Regions from separate parts of the Oryctolagus cuniculus genome. Here region 2 is linked to region 1. The links are chromatin contacts, called in public Micro-C maps. All regions are on one chromosome and are shown on one strand. The core of a region is the stretch at or near the end of the contact, and the rest is flanking DNA. Distances in the headings are between cores, read along the strand shown.

What was found. Hi-C and Micro-C count contacts between places; a contact is called where the count stands out from the background.
Region 2: a Micro-C map of ear pinna shows a contact between it and region 1, with 8 times the contacts expected there. The contact joins the promoter of TMEM41B here to the promoter of ZNF143 in region 1. A contact is called at or near these places in 2 of 6 Hi-C or Micro-C datasets (ear pinna and psoas muscle).

What each region holds. Positions count from the first base shown.
Region 1 is chr1:56,663,510-56,670,635 of mOryCun1.1, forward strand. ZNF143 (zinc finger protein 143) reads right to left here and starts at 3,050. Exons shown (of 17, transcript XM_070073529.1): 1 at 2,936-3,050. It overlaps LOC127484355 (a long non-coding RNA gene), which reads left to right and starts at 3,151. Exons shown (of 3, transcript XR_007911244.2): 1 at 3,151-3,284. LOC138849587 (a long non-coding RNA gene) reads left to right here and starts at 3,339. Exons shown (of 3, transcript XR_011388524.1): 1 at 3,339-3,431; 2 at 4,576-4,694; 3 at 5,272-5,490.
Region 2 is chr1:56,794,990-56,801,549 of mOryCun1.1, forward strand. TMEM41B (transmembrane protein 41B) reads left to right here and starts at 5,120. Exons shown (of 6, transcript XR_011388528.1): 1 at 5,120-5,534.

The DNA.
Region 1 (7,126 bases), core at 1,800-4,299:
GGCCATCCTCCACTGCACTCCCTGGCCACAGCAGAGGGCTGGCCTGGAAGAGGGGCAACCGGGACAGAATCCGGCGCCCCGACCGGGACTAGAACCCGGTGTGCCGGCGCCGCTAGGCAGAGGATTAGCCTAGTGAGCCGCGGCGCCGGCCCCAAATCTCATTATTGCGGATATCTGGGAGTGAATTAGCCAAGAAAGATACTGCCCCACCTCTGTTGGTCTACCTTTCAAATAAATAAATAAATCTGCTTAAAAAAATCCTTTAAAATAAAGTATACAAAGGAAGAAGGCCACAGGCATCCTATTTCAAAAGTCACTGTTCTGATACAAAGCAAGGGGCAAAAATATTCAAAATTAGGTAAAAACTGATTTGAGCAACACTTCCAGTCCCTCCAAGAAATAACTAGATAAAATCACAAAAACTAAAAAATGATGAAAATCTCAGGACTTCAGGACTCAAAAAGTTCTCCTCAAATGATCATAAGCTGTACATACATTATACATAATCTAAGGCTAAAGTAACATTAAAGGTACAATTCCCCCAAAGCAGCTAGGTCATCTTTCTGTGAAAAACAAGATATGGCCTGCGCTGTGGCTTAGCAGGTTAAGCTGCCATCTGCGGCACCAGGATCCCATATGGGCACCCATTCCAGTCCTTGCTGCTCTACTTCCAATCCAACTCTACTAATGTGCCTGGGAAAGCAGCAAAAGATGGCCAAAGTCCTTGGGCTCGGGAACCCAAGTGTGAGATGCAGAAGCAGCTCCTGGCTCCTGGCTCCTGGCTCCTGGCTTTGGATAAGCTCAGCTTCAGCCAATACAGCCATTTGGGAATGAACCAGCAGATGGAAGATCTCTCTCTCTCTCTCTCTCTCTCTCTCTGTAACTCTTTCAAATAAATAAATCATAAAAAAAAGAACACAAAAACCTCTCACTTCATAGCACTATCCCAGTGGCCCAACGGTCAGTAACAGGCTACGAACATTCTGCAAATTACACATCTGACAAGGGAGTTCTACCTGCAATGTATAAAGAGCTCTTAGAACTCAACAAGAAAAATAACCTAATTTTAAAATTGGACTTATGATACAGCATTTCTCTAGCAAGCACATGAAAAAAAAGGCTCAACATTATAAGCTACAAAAAATAGGCAAATGAAAAACACAAGAGACAAAACTGCATATCCACTAGGGTGGCTATAATCAAAGGCTGATAGTAAGTTTGGCACGGATGTGGAGAAATTGGAAACTTTACACATCAAATGGAAGAAAAGGAAAATGGTAAAGATTACTTGGGAAAAGTCTCACCGTTACACAAAAATCTCAACAAAGAATTATCATATAACACAGCAATTCTACTCTTAGGTATCTATACCCAAGAAATGAAAATGTTTACACAAAAATTTATACATAAATGTTAGCAGAAGCATTAAGTATAGCCATAGGGTGGAAATCACAATGCCCAGATGAATGGCTAAATAAAATGTGGTATGTTCACATAATGAAATACTATTTGTCAACAAAAAGAAATGAAGTACTGATACATGCTGTAACATCCATGAACCTGGCAAATCACAAACGCCCAACCGTATGATTCCATTTATGGGAAATGGCTAGAACAGGCAAATGCAGTTTACGGTGGGGAGTGTGCATCGAGGGAGGTGGAATGGGGAGTTTCAGCTAATAGGTAGTTCCTTTTTGGAGATAAACGTGTTCCAAAATTGACTGTGGTGATGGCTGTAGAAATATGAATGTGTATGTTAAATTATCTCATTATCACTGTAAATGGTGAATTCTAAGTTATGTGACTTACATCAATAAAACTTAATTTTTTAAATGAAGGTTGTTGAAAAAAACGGGCGATTAAAGAATCCCAAATACTCAAAATACGCCAGGATAACATTATACATCCAATCAATGATTTGGGTGATCTACTCATGTTATTTCTTTACCACATTTAACAATGAACTTAAACTAGTACTCTAAAAGAAAAAAACTATGAAATACTAATCAGGTTTTTGTCAACTACAGCAAACACGCACCTTTTATTAAAGACAAAGCCGACTATAACGTGAAACCTACAATGTCTCACCACATCCCCAAGTTGACTATACCGGCTGATTTAGAAAAGTCCAAAGGCTGGGCTAATTTTAAACAAATAATGGGTCTGCAATGATGTTCTTCCCTACTCTCTTCGTTATAATGTGCAAAAAAACAAAGAGGGAAGGGAAAAAACCTGGCTCACGTCCCACTATCAAACGCTATAAAATAAATATACAGACTTGTTCACTCTGGCCAAAACTGGGGAAAAGGAATTATAATAAAATTGGCAATTTTTTATATTCTATGATAGGCCTCAGCGACCTTTCAAAAAAACCTAAAGTACGCAGGGGAAACAAGAAATCTGTCCACGATCCTGTTAGGAGAAATTCTGGGTGCGACCCGTAGGCAAGTCCCAAGCGGGCCTTGGGCCAATCCTGCCGCCGGCGCCAGCCGCGAACCGTGGGCCCGGAGTCCGAGCTGAAGAACTCCGCCTCGGCGTGCCTGGGGACTCGATCCGCGCGGAGGTCAGGCCGAGAAACGCCACCAGGCTCCCGAGGGCTCCACCCTCCCCGCCTTCTCTCCCTCCCCTCAGCGGTCCCCTGAGGGGAACAGGCGGGGCGCAGTGCGCTGAGACGAGGCGGGGGGGGGGGGGGGGGGTGTTGCGTCCTCAGCGAGAAAAGCTCCGCCGCCCCAGAGTGGCCGCCGCGGGTTATTAATAAACTCCCTTCTGCCCAGGCGCCGCTACCGAGGCCGGCCGTAGGATCGGCAGGGCCTGTGGCTAAGGCTTAGGAGCCGGAGCTGGAGCCCGGGCCCAAGCGGGCCCGCGCCGCCGCGGTGAGGGCGGCGGCCGGGCGGAGAATAATGCACACTGGGTAAAAACACATTTATATACGAACCTCCGAGAAAATTTTCCAACAATTCCTTCGTCCGACCACCATGCACCAGGACAGGAAACAGCCGTCCGGCCCCCAGGCCCCGCAACCCGCATAGCGAAACTGAGACCCGCCCCCATCCTCCATTGGGCTGCCACTACGTCACTCACTGGTCGAGTTCGGCTTGCCATTGGCCCACAGGTAGCTGACGCAAAAGGAAACCGCCTTAGCGACGTCCCCTCCTCTTGACGTCAGCCAAACCTGGCCTTACAACCCGCGCTTGAATGGCTGGCGCCAAGTGCGGAATCAAAGCTCCTGTATCTGACTGGTTCGCAGAACCGCTCATCCCAGACCGACACCGCCTTACTGACAAGTGAATTATGCTGATTCTGGGGCCCCAGCGGGAGGCGCCATTTTGTAGCGAGGGAGGGAGGCTGGTCCTTGTGATCACCCGTGAGGGAGAAGGGGTGACGGGCGCCATTTTCCCCGCAGGGGCGAGGAGGCGGCCTTGGAACTCCCGGTGGGCTTGCCGGATCGCGTTCTGGAGAACGGCTGGGCTTAGCCTAGTGATTGCTGAATGTTCGGTTGGGAGGGTAAAGGAAGTGGGGGAGTAGGAAAGACCTGACCGCTCTCTTAGGGCTTTTGCTGCCGGCTTGAGGCCGTTAGTCTGGGGCGAGGGCTATGCTTTCTTCTTTGCTGTATGCCGGTGACTGGCTTCCAAGCCGTCCTGTGCTTCCCCACTCACCGTGGGCTATCACCATGCAGTGGGAGGGTGATCCTTCGTCTCCTGCGGAACCTCCGGCGGAGCTTGGCCGCTGGCCGGCGGGTCTTGGACTTCGCGCACAGGCACTGTGAATGCTTCTGAGCCTCAATATATTTTCGGCTCAGGATTTGAAGTTGTTTGAAATAGTGTCACTATGTTCTTTTCCTTTTGGGGCTTGGCAAACTAAAACAGGGTGGGGAACGCATTCAGTCGGGCTCTCTAAACCCATGCGTACGAATTAGTTGTGGCAAGTGTGATAATGTTTCTTTTCGGTCTGAATCCAATCCGTTTCTAAAACACTGGAAATACTAGCCGAGTCGGGTATTCGGTAGATGCTCATTTGCTTTGGCAGCCAGACCAAGTAAACAGATTTGTTAACTTGGGCGTGCAAGGTGTGGTTGAGTTATTGAAACAGTGAGGAGGTTGACCCGCTGTAACAGATTTGGGTTCTGCTTGGGAAAGATGTTTGATTTAGTGTTTGCATTTCAGATAATTATGAAATGGACAGGCGGTTAAGTCAAAAAGATATTTAAAATAGCCAATCCTGTCAAAGATAGTTAATTTACAACACTGCCTTTTTTTTTTTCCCCTTTTCCTGATTAAGCTGGCCCTAACCAAGGTGTAGTTGCATAATTCATACCCCCCCACCCCCGTTCCAGGGACATATATTGTTCAGAAGATTAAAGTAGCTCTGATTACTTTTTCAGGCCCTTAAAAATATGACCTATATTTAGGATTAGGTCACGAGAAACTGGAGGGTTTTTGCTCTTTGAATACTCCTACCCAATAGATAACCTTTTAAGTAGAGTTGATGAAGAAAGTCAAGTTTTTTAATTTATACTGTCTGTATTTTCTGGGTGTTTTATTTATTTATAAAGATTTATTTTTAATTATTTGAAAGAGTTAGAGAGAGAGGTAGAGACAGAGAGGTCTTCCATCCGCTGGTTCACTCCCCAGATGGCCACAGCAGCTGAAGCTACGCTGATCCAAAGCCAGGAGCCAGGAGTTTCTGGGTCTCAGGTGGGTGCAGGAGCCCAAGGACTTGGGTCATCTTCCACTGCTTTCCCAGGCCGTAGCAGAGAGCTGGATCAGAAGAGGAGCAGCCCATATGGGATGCTGGCGCCTCAGGCCAGGGCTTTAACCCACTGTGCCACAGCATCGGCCCCAATATTCATTTTATATGTTTAGAGTTACTGAGAGGGTGAGACAGATCTTCCATCTGGTGATTCACTCCCCAAATAGCTTCAATGGCAGGAGCTGGGCCAGTCCAAAGCAAGGAGCCAGGAGCTTCTGGGTCTACCAGAAGTGCAGAGGCCAAGCACTTGGGATGGGAAGTGGAGCGGGTCCCCTATGGGATGCTGATGCTGCAGGTAGCAGCTTTACCCACTTAAACCATAGTGCTGCCCCCTCAGTAGTTCCTAGATGTAATTAAGTCTAGTTTTCAGCAGTGGTCACATAATGGATGATGGAACAAGGACATAAACCTCAGCCATTCTCGCTCATTGCCCAAAGAGATAAAAATTTATTCCTTGTCCTTTAATTTCAATTAGTTCTCACACCCTATTGCCTTCATACCCCAATTCTGCATTTTTTCCAGGTTCCCAAGGCCCAACACAGCCACCTGAAAGACCTGTGCTAGGAATTCACCAATACTTGCTACCCCCACCCACAACCCTAGCTCTTCTAAAATAGAAAAAGGCCCGGCCCCTGGGGACCCAGGCATTCTGCCACGTGTTCCATCAATGTGAGCAGCAGCAGTTGGTCACCACCTCTGTGAATTTATTTTCTCTGAATAAATTAAGTCTGGCTATAGATTTCATACACTGCCTCGCTATTCTGTGCCGCTTTTCCTAACATTTTAGGTGCCCCACGTAAGGTGGCACCAATCTGCGCTTTTCTTAATGGGTACTTCCAGAAATAAAAGCAGATTTCAAAATCATATCCGAGAGGAAAAATACTTGAGACAAAGTGAGAAGTTTCTGTTTTTGGAAAGTTAAACTATATCTCCAAATGAACTAAAACATTAAAAAATATATTAATTTGGAGGCCACTGCCTGCAGTGCTGGCATCCCATATAGGCGCCGGTTTGAGTCCTGGCGGCTCCACTTCTGATCCAGCTCCCTGCTATGAAGAGGAGCAGCTGGGTCTTAAACCGGCACCCATTTATGGGATGCCAGCACTGCAGGCTGCTGCTTTACCCACCATGCCACAGCACTGGCTGCTTAAAATATATTCAACTTGAAGGTGCTTAGAGGCACAAAATTTTTAATTTTGGTGAAATGTAACCTATGTACACCATTCCCTAATCCCAAATCATGAACATTGGTTTTTTTTTTTTCCTAAGAATGTTATAATTTTGTCATAAAAATTTTTATCTATTTTTATGTATAGTAAAAAGGACTGTTTTCCACATAGACATCTCAGAGCCACTTGTGCATTATTTTTTATTTTTCTATTTTTTAAAAAATATTTTTATCTGAAAGAGGTAGAGAGAGGAGAGGCAGAGAGAGAGAGGTCTTCCACCCGATGGTTCACTCCCTAGTTGGCCGCAACAACCAGAGCTGTGCCGATCTGAAGCCAGGAGATTCTTCACATGGGTGCAGAGGCCCAAGGACTAGGGCCATCCTCCAACTGCTTTCCCAGGCCATAGCAGAGTGCTGGATCAGAAGTGGAGCAGCTGGATCTCAAACTGATGCCCACATGGGATGCCGGTGCTTCAGACCAGGTGTTAACCTGCTGCGCCACAGCGCCAGCCCGTTATTTTATCTAAATCATGTTCTTTTTCAAGATTGTTTTGGCTTTTGTATATCTTTTTAAAAACAAAAATATTTATTTTAAAGTCAATTACAGGGAAAGTGAGAGATCTTCCATCTGCTGGCTCACTCCCCAGATGACTGCAATGGCCAGGGTGGGGCCAGGCCAAAGCTAGGAGCCAGGAGCTTCTTCTTGGTTTCGCACTGAACAGTTGGGGCAGCTGCCTTCTCAGGCACATTAGCAAGGAGTTGGATCAGAGGTGAAGCACCTGGGACTCAAACCAGCATCCATATGGGCTACCAGTGTTGCAGGCAGTGGCTTAACCCACAATACTGGCCTCATCCTTGGAGTTTCTACATTGATTTTAGGGTAAGTATGGCAACACCTGTGGTTAAAAAAAATGGTAACCATTTTGTAGGGATTACATCAAATCTCTAAGTCAGTTTGGTTGTTGCCATATTCACAATATTGGCTTCCAATTCATGAATATGGGATGTCATTTCATTTATGTAGCTCTTTCAATACTGTTGAAAAACTTGCTAAATTTCATTATTTTTATTAAAATGGTGGGGCCAGTGCTGTGGCAGAGGGTAAAGCCACCGCCTGCACTGCTGGCATCCCATATGGCACCAGTTTGAGTCCAGGCTGCTCCACTTCCTATGTAACTCTCTGCTATGAGCTGGGAAAGCAGTGGAGGA
Region 2 (6,560 bases), core at 3,870-6,369, 130 kb after region 1:
AGAGAGAGAGAGAGAGAGAGAAAGGAGATGGAGACCAGCCTGGACTAAGTGTTTTTTACTGGACTTAAGTTTGAAAGTCAGGAAGGAATTCATTCATCCATCAAGTTGAATGTAATAAATGAACATTAAATGAGAAATTTTGGCTTTCTCACCTGAGTATAAAAGGGAAACTGGTGATGCCATCTTAAAAAATTGTGAATACAGAGAGTAGATTAAGTTTGGAGGGAAAGATGTTGATTTCATATTTAAATGTTGTGAATTTGACATGTTTTTGGAACATGCTGGTGTAAATGTCTAACAGGCTTTACGTGCATCATGTGGCATTTGAGATTGCTAATATTTGAATGTTTGTCCCTTCAAAAATTCATGTTGAAATTTAATCACCATTTTAACAGTGTTAAGAGGTGGGGCCTTTCAGCTCTCTGCTGTGGCCTGGGAGTGCAGTGGAGGATGGCCCAAGTGCTTGGGCCCTGCACCCCATGGGAGACCAGGAAAAGCACCTGGCTCCTGGCTTCAGATCAGCGCAGTGCACCGGCCGCAGCGCGCCGGCCATTGGAAGGTGAACCAACAGCAAAAGGAAGACCTTTCTCTCTGTCTCTCTCTCTCACTGTCCACTCTGCCTGTCAAAAAAAAAAAAAAAAAAAAAAAAAAAAAAAAAAAAAAAAAAGAAGAGGTGGGGCCTTTGAGAGGTGATGAGGCCACATGAGTGCTGCCTTTAAGAAAGGAGTTTCTGGGAGGCCGGCACTGTGGTACAGCAGGTTAAAGCCCAGCCTGCAGTGCCGGCATCCTATCTGGGCACTGGTTCAAGTCCACTTCTAAACCAGCACCCCTGCCGATGTTCCTAGGAAAGCAGCAGAGGATGGCCCAAGTCTTTGGGTCCTCGCACCCATGTGAGAGACCCAGCAGAAGCTCCTGACTCCTGGCTTCAGATCAACCCAGCTCTGGCTGTTGTGGCCATTTGGGGAGTAAACCAGCGAGCAAATGGAAGATCTTTCTCTTTCTCTCCCCCCCGCTCCCTCTTTCTCTCTGTAGCTCTCAAATAAATCTTTAAAAAAAAAAAAAGTTTCTGGGAGGCAGGTTAGTGGTTAAGACTAAATTAGGATGCTTGCATCCCATAAAGTGCCTGGGTTCACGTTCCAGCTTTGCTTCTGACTCAAGATTCCTACTAACTCCGACACTGGGACACAGCAGGTGATGGCTCAAGTAGCTGGGTCCCTACCACCCACATGGGAGACCTGGATTAAGTTCCAGGCTCTAACCATGGCTGTTGTAGGCATGTAGGGGAATAACCCAGTGAATGGGAGCTCTTTCTCTGTGTCTCAAATAAAAAAAAAAAAAAATCCAATCATTGAAAGTAGGTTGTGTTTTGCTCTGGTGCACTCTCCTGCCTTTTTTTGTTTACTTGCCTTTCTGCTTTCTGTGATGGAATTATGTAGTAGTAGAAAGATCCTCACCTTGATGTTGGATTTTCTAGTCTCCAGAACTGTGAGCCAAATACATTTCTGTTGTTTATAGATTACCTAGTCTGTGGTATTCTGTTACAGCAACATAAAGAGGACTGAAAAAGAGAAAAACATTTCTTTGTGAGTGGTTGTTGAAGTAGTGACTAGGCTTGCCCAGAACTTAAGCATTGTGAACAGAGTGGACACCTTGGTGGAAATACCAGAATTTAGGTTGTGGGGTAAAGACGTTCCTTCAAAAGTATCTAACACATGGTCAGAGAATTATGAAAACCATGCAGGAGGGAGCAGTTAATGTATGAAGCAATGCAGACAGGTAGTAGATTACAGGAAACTAACCATGTATTCAACAAAAAGAAGCTCATTAATGACCACAGCAAGGAAAGTTTTAGCTGAGAAAAGGTGGTAGAAGTCAGGAGATAAGGCAGAGGCAGGTAGAGTATCCAACGCGAAACTCAGGGCCTTTCCTTCCAGTCCAGCTCTTCTTGTAGTCTTAGTACAATTACTCCCTTCAACTTCCTGAAGCAGAAACTCTCCAAATACTGAGTCCCTTCCCTATCACTAAGATCCCCATCTAATTAGGACACTAAGTCCCCTGGATTCTACTTTAACATTTCTAGTATTCCAGAAAGGCATGTCCCACATAAAATTATCTATGGGTATTAATATCAGAGATAATTTTAATGTTTTTCTGACTGATAATTTGCTTTGTCAATACTGTTCTGGAATGACTGCATTTACTCATGTAATTAAAGTAATAAAAATGTATGTGGGCTGGCGCTGCGGTACAGCAGGTTAACGCCCTGGCCTGAAGCGCCTGCAACCCATATGGGCACTGGTTCGAGACCCGGCTGCTCCACTTCCAATCAAGCTCTCTGCTATGGCTTGGGAAAGCAGCAGAAGATGGCCCAAGTCCTTGGGCCCCTGCACCCATGTGAGAGACCCAGAAGAAGTTCCTGGCTCCTGGCATCGGATGGGTGCAGCTCCGGCCGTTGTAGCCAGTTGGGGAGTGAACCATCAGATGGAAGACTTCTCTCTCTTTCTGCCTCTCCTCTCTGTGTAACTCTGACTTTCAAATAAATAAATAAATAAATAAATATTTTTAAAAAGTAATAAAAGTTTGAAAACAGTTTTTCTCATTCATCACCTTATATATGATATTTTTTCTTTGTTTCCAGGCCACAATCCTGGCTCAAGCCAGTATAATTACGGTAACTTTGTAACCTCCCTTTCTGTTGCTGTTGTGACACTCTTTCAGTTTTACTTTAATAAGTCTTCTCCAGTGAAAAGTTCTTCAATGGCTTCATGTATCTTTGAGGATTAAGTTCAAGCTTTCAGGCTTTGTGATAAAATCCTACTCCTATCTCTCTTTCTGGTCTCCTGCCCTTTGTTTCAGACTTAAAAAAATAAATACATATATATATATATGTATTATTTATGTATTTATTGGAAAAGCAGAGTGACAGAGGGAGACAAGATAGTTTTTTTTTTTTAAAGATTTATTTATTTGAAAGACAGAGTTACAAAAATGAGAGAGAGAGAGAGAAGTCTTCCATAATGGCTGGAGCTGGGCCAATTGAAGCCAGGAGCTTCTTGTGGGTCCCATGGGGGGGGGGGGGAGAAGAGGGAGAAAGAAGAAGAAGAAGAGATGAAGAGAAGAAGAAGGGGAGGAGGAGAGAAGAGAGAGGAGAGAGAGAGACAAAGAAAAATAAAAAGAGAAAAGAGGAGGGGGGAAAGAGAGAGGAGAGAGAGAGGAGGGAGAAAGGAGGAGAGAGAGAGAGAGAGAGAGAGAGAGAGAGAGAGAGAGAGAGAGATCTTCCATCTGCTGGCCACAATAACCAGAGATGGGCCTTGCCAAAGCCATCTGGGGCTCTTAGATGGATGGCGATCCACTACCTTCCCGGGTACATTAGTAGGAAGCTGGATGGGAAAGGGAATATCTGAGACTTGAACCAAACTCACACTCCAATATGAGATGCTGGTATCACAAATGGCAGCTTAATCTGCCGTGCCACCATGCTGGCCCTCAGGTTGTTGATTATTGGCTGCCTTTTTTGTGTGTGTGAATTGATGATTCATGTTCATCGCTCTTTTTCCTATTGAGTTATGATATTCTTACTGACATAGTAATTCTTATTTGTGTGGCTAATTCTTTTCTCAGTCTTTTTTTATATTTAGAGATTACTTTTGTTTTTGCTGTAAATTTTTGGTTTTTAATAAATTTTCTTTATATATTATATTTATATGAAAGGCAGAGAGAGACACACACACAGACAGAGGTCTCCCACCTGCTGGTTGACTCTCCAAATGCCTACACCAGCCAGCACTGGGACAGACCTAATCAGTAGCCAGGAACTCAGTCTGGGCCTCACAGGTGGGTGGCAGGAACCCCGGTACTTGAGCCATTCATTACCTCTTGCCTCCCTAGAATTCAGGCACTCCAATATGGAGTTAGAGTCTTAACTGCTGTGTTAAATACCTGCCCCACTAGTCTTTTTTTTATGTAGTAAAATACATCAAATGTATTCTAAATAATTTTGCTTCTTACTCATTAAGACCTACCTTACTCTAAAGATGCACATTTACCTGCTTGTGCATTTTTTCTAATATTGTTATTTTAGTTTTTCCAGTTATGTCTTGGAATGTTTTTGCACCATCCACATTATTAGTCTCCTTGTAAATGATTTTCTATGATTGAAAATTCAGTAAGTTAATTGAATGCCCACAATGGTACTCAAAAAGATAAGGTCCCTGACTTAATAACACTTATATTCTTGAGGTGGAGGTGCAAAATAAGTAACTCATGTAAGTATTGTTTTTAATAATGACTACGCAGGAAATAAAATGGGGAAGTATCTCTTTGGAGACCTCAGAAGTAGACAAAGGACATTTACACAATACCATCAAATGAGTCTTCTATAATTTACTTAGCCATTTTCCCTTACTGTCGGTTTTTAGATTTCTTGCACATTCTTGCCATTATACTAATAAATACTATTGATCAGAACAAATCCTTCTGCACGTTTGTTTTCATTGAGTAATTTCCTGGAGCTGTAACTGTGCCTGAATAGGAACAATCAGAATATTTTTATACATTGCCACGTTTGCGTTTAAGAGGGAGTTCCAATAGTCAGCTATGACAGCAAGCTGAATGCTGCTCTGAGGGGTAGGAATAGAAATGTCTAAAAGGTAAGTTTGGGTTCAGCAAGAAGAAAAGCTAAGTGTAATGACCCGGATTTACTAGTGAGGTTGGGCAGGACGATGGTAAGTACTTGCTCGGAAGCAAGAAAAACCGGATTCTAAATCCACTTCTGCCACCCTGTGACCTTCACAGGTTATAGCGCCTCCCGAAGCCTTAGCTTCCTGAAATGCAGTTAGATCGCGATCAGGCTTTTCTTCCCACCATCTTCAGATCACGCATTCTCTACCCCTTCCGATTCTCGACACCTGCTCGTGCAATTGGCGTACAAAACAATGGAGTGAACCGTCAGCCGCGAAACGCCTACTAATCACTGGCAAGTACTTCCGGCGGCAGGGACAAAGGCTTTGAAGTGCTTGGGACCGCACTTCCGGCTCTTTCAAGCTGCGCAATTCCACACCGTGCGCGAGCCGCAGCCTGGTGACTTGGGGGCCGCGAGTGCGCATGCTCCCCTCAGGCGAGGGGCGGGGCCGCGAACGGGGCGGGGCCGGACCCTGACTTGTCTCACGGTTACTGGGCCGGCGCGAGCGCGCGAGGCTTGGGGGCGGGGCGGGGCGGAGCCTAGTCCTAGTCTGCCCGCCCTGCGGGTCTCTGAGCGTCACGGTGCTCCGGGGCCAGAGGTCCTGTCAGGTGAGGAGGTCGCGCCGGCAGAGGCTCTGGCTGTGGCAACTCGGTGCTGGAAGCTCTTGCCGGGGGAGTTTAGTTGTTAAGTGGGCGCGGCACCACCCCGCTCGCTCCTTCCCTTGTGGCAGCCATGGCGAAAGGCAGAGTCGTCGAACGATCGTCGACGGAGGCGCCGCACACGACCCCAGTGAGAGATGGGGCAGCGAGGACGCGAGGTCCCGCGGCGTCAGGTAGCGGAGACCACCTGAAGGGTGAGTGGGCCCGGGAACCGGAGCTGGGGCTGGCCCGGGGGCGCCAGTGTTCCTGGGGGCCGCCCGCGGGGAGAGTTCCTCGGTGGGTCTGGCGGACTTGTGGGGAGAGTGGGGGCCTGCTGACGCCCGCGGGCGAGCGCACAGGGAGTGGGGGGCTTGGGCTGGGGCCCCGCGCAGTGCTTGGCCGGCCACCCATTGGATTTGTTGTAATTTTTTTTTTTTTTCAATTGAATTCAGTTAAGAGAAGGAATGACACTGTCTTGACGCTCAGGGAGCTCGCAAGGTTGATGATAAACCTAGGCAGAGCTGGAAGGAACATTAGCGCTCGCTGCGTTTTTACGGATGAATAAACAGGCTCAGGGTGTATTTGGCTTGTGCAGATTCCCAAAGTGGTAGTTAGGAACAGAATTTACTGCTAGGTACCACTTCCAGGTGATAAGAGTTCCTGGAGTCGAGTCCATTCCCTTCCGTTTACTTATGACTTTGGACTCGTTGGGGATAATAGTAGTATCTATTTAATAAATTGGTACATGGGCTACATGAAATAATTAATGTAAAGGAATTAAATAATGCTGGGCCTGTGTGAGAGGGGACTAAATAAATGTTAGCAATTACTATTATGGCTCATTCTAAAGTTCTTTTTCCCCCAGTACACCATCCTGGCATTTTTCAGAGTCCTGAATACCTAGAAACTAAAAACTTTGATTCCATCCTGGCGTGGAACTCTTTGTCACTTTCCAGATGAAATGATTAAGCTCTTTAAATGCTTTTAAAGCTCATGAATTGAAGTGATCTTAACAAATCACCATTAAGTTGTCTGCAGTTCTGTCACTGTGATGGCTAAAGAGAAGATCTTTGGAGAGTGTATAGCGGAAATGTTAATGTAATTTTCAAATAATTCAAGATGTTTTCAGCATTCTAATTTGACTCTTCAAGCTTTATATATTTGGTTACTTTTGTGAATGATAGACTATAGAGCCAAATAACTTAATGTAGCTTCAGAAAATCAAATGAATCCAGTTTTTT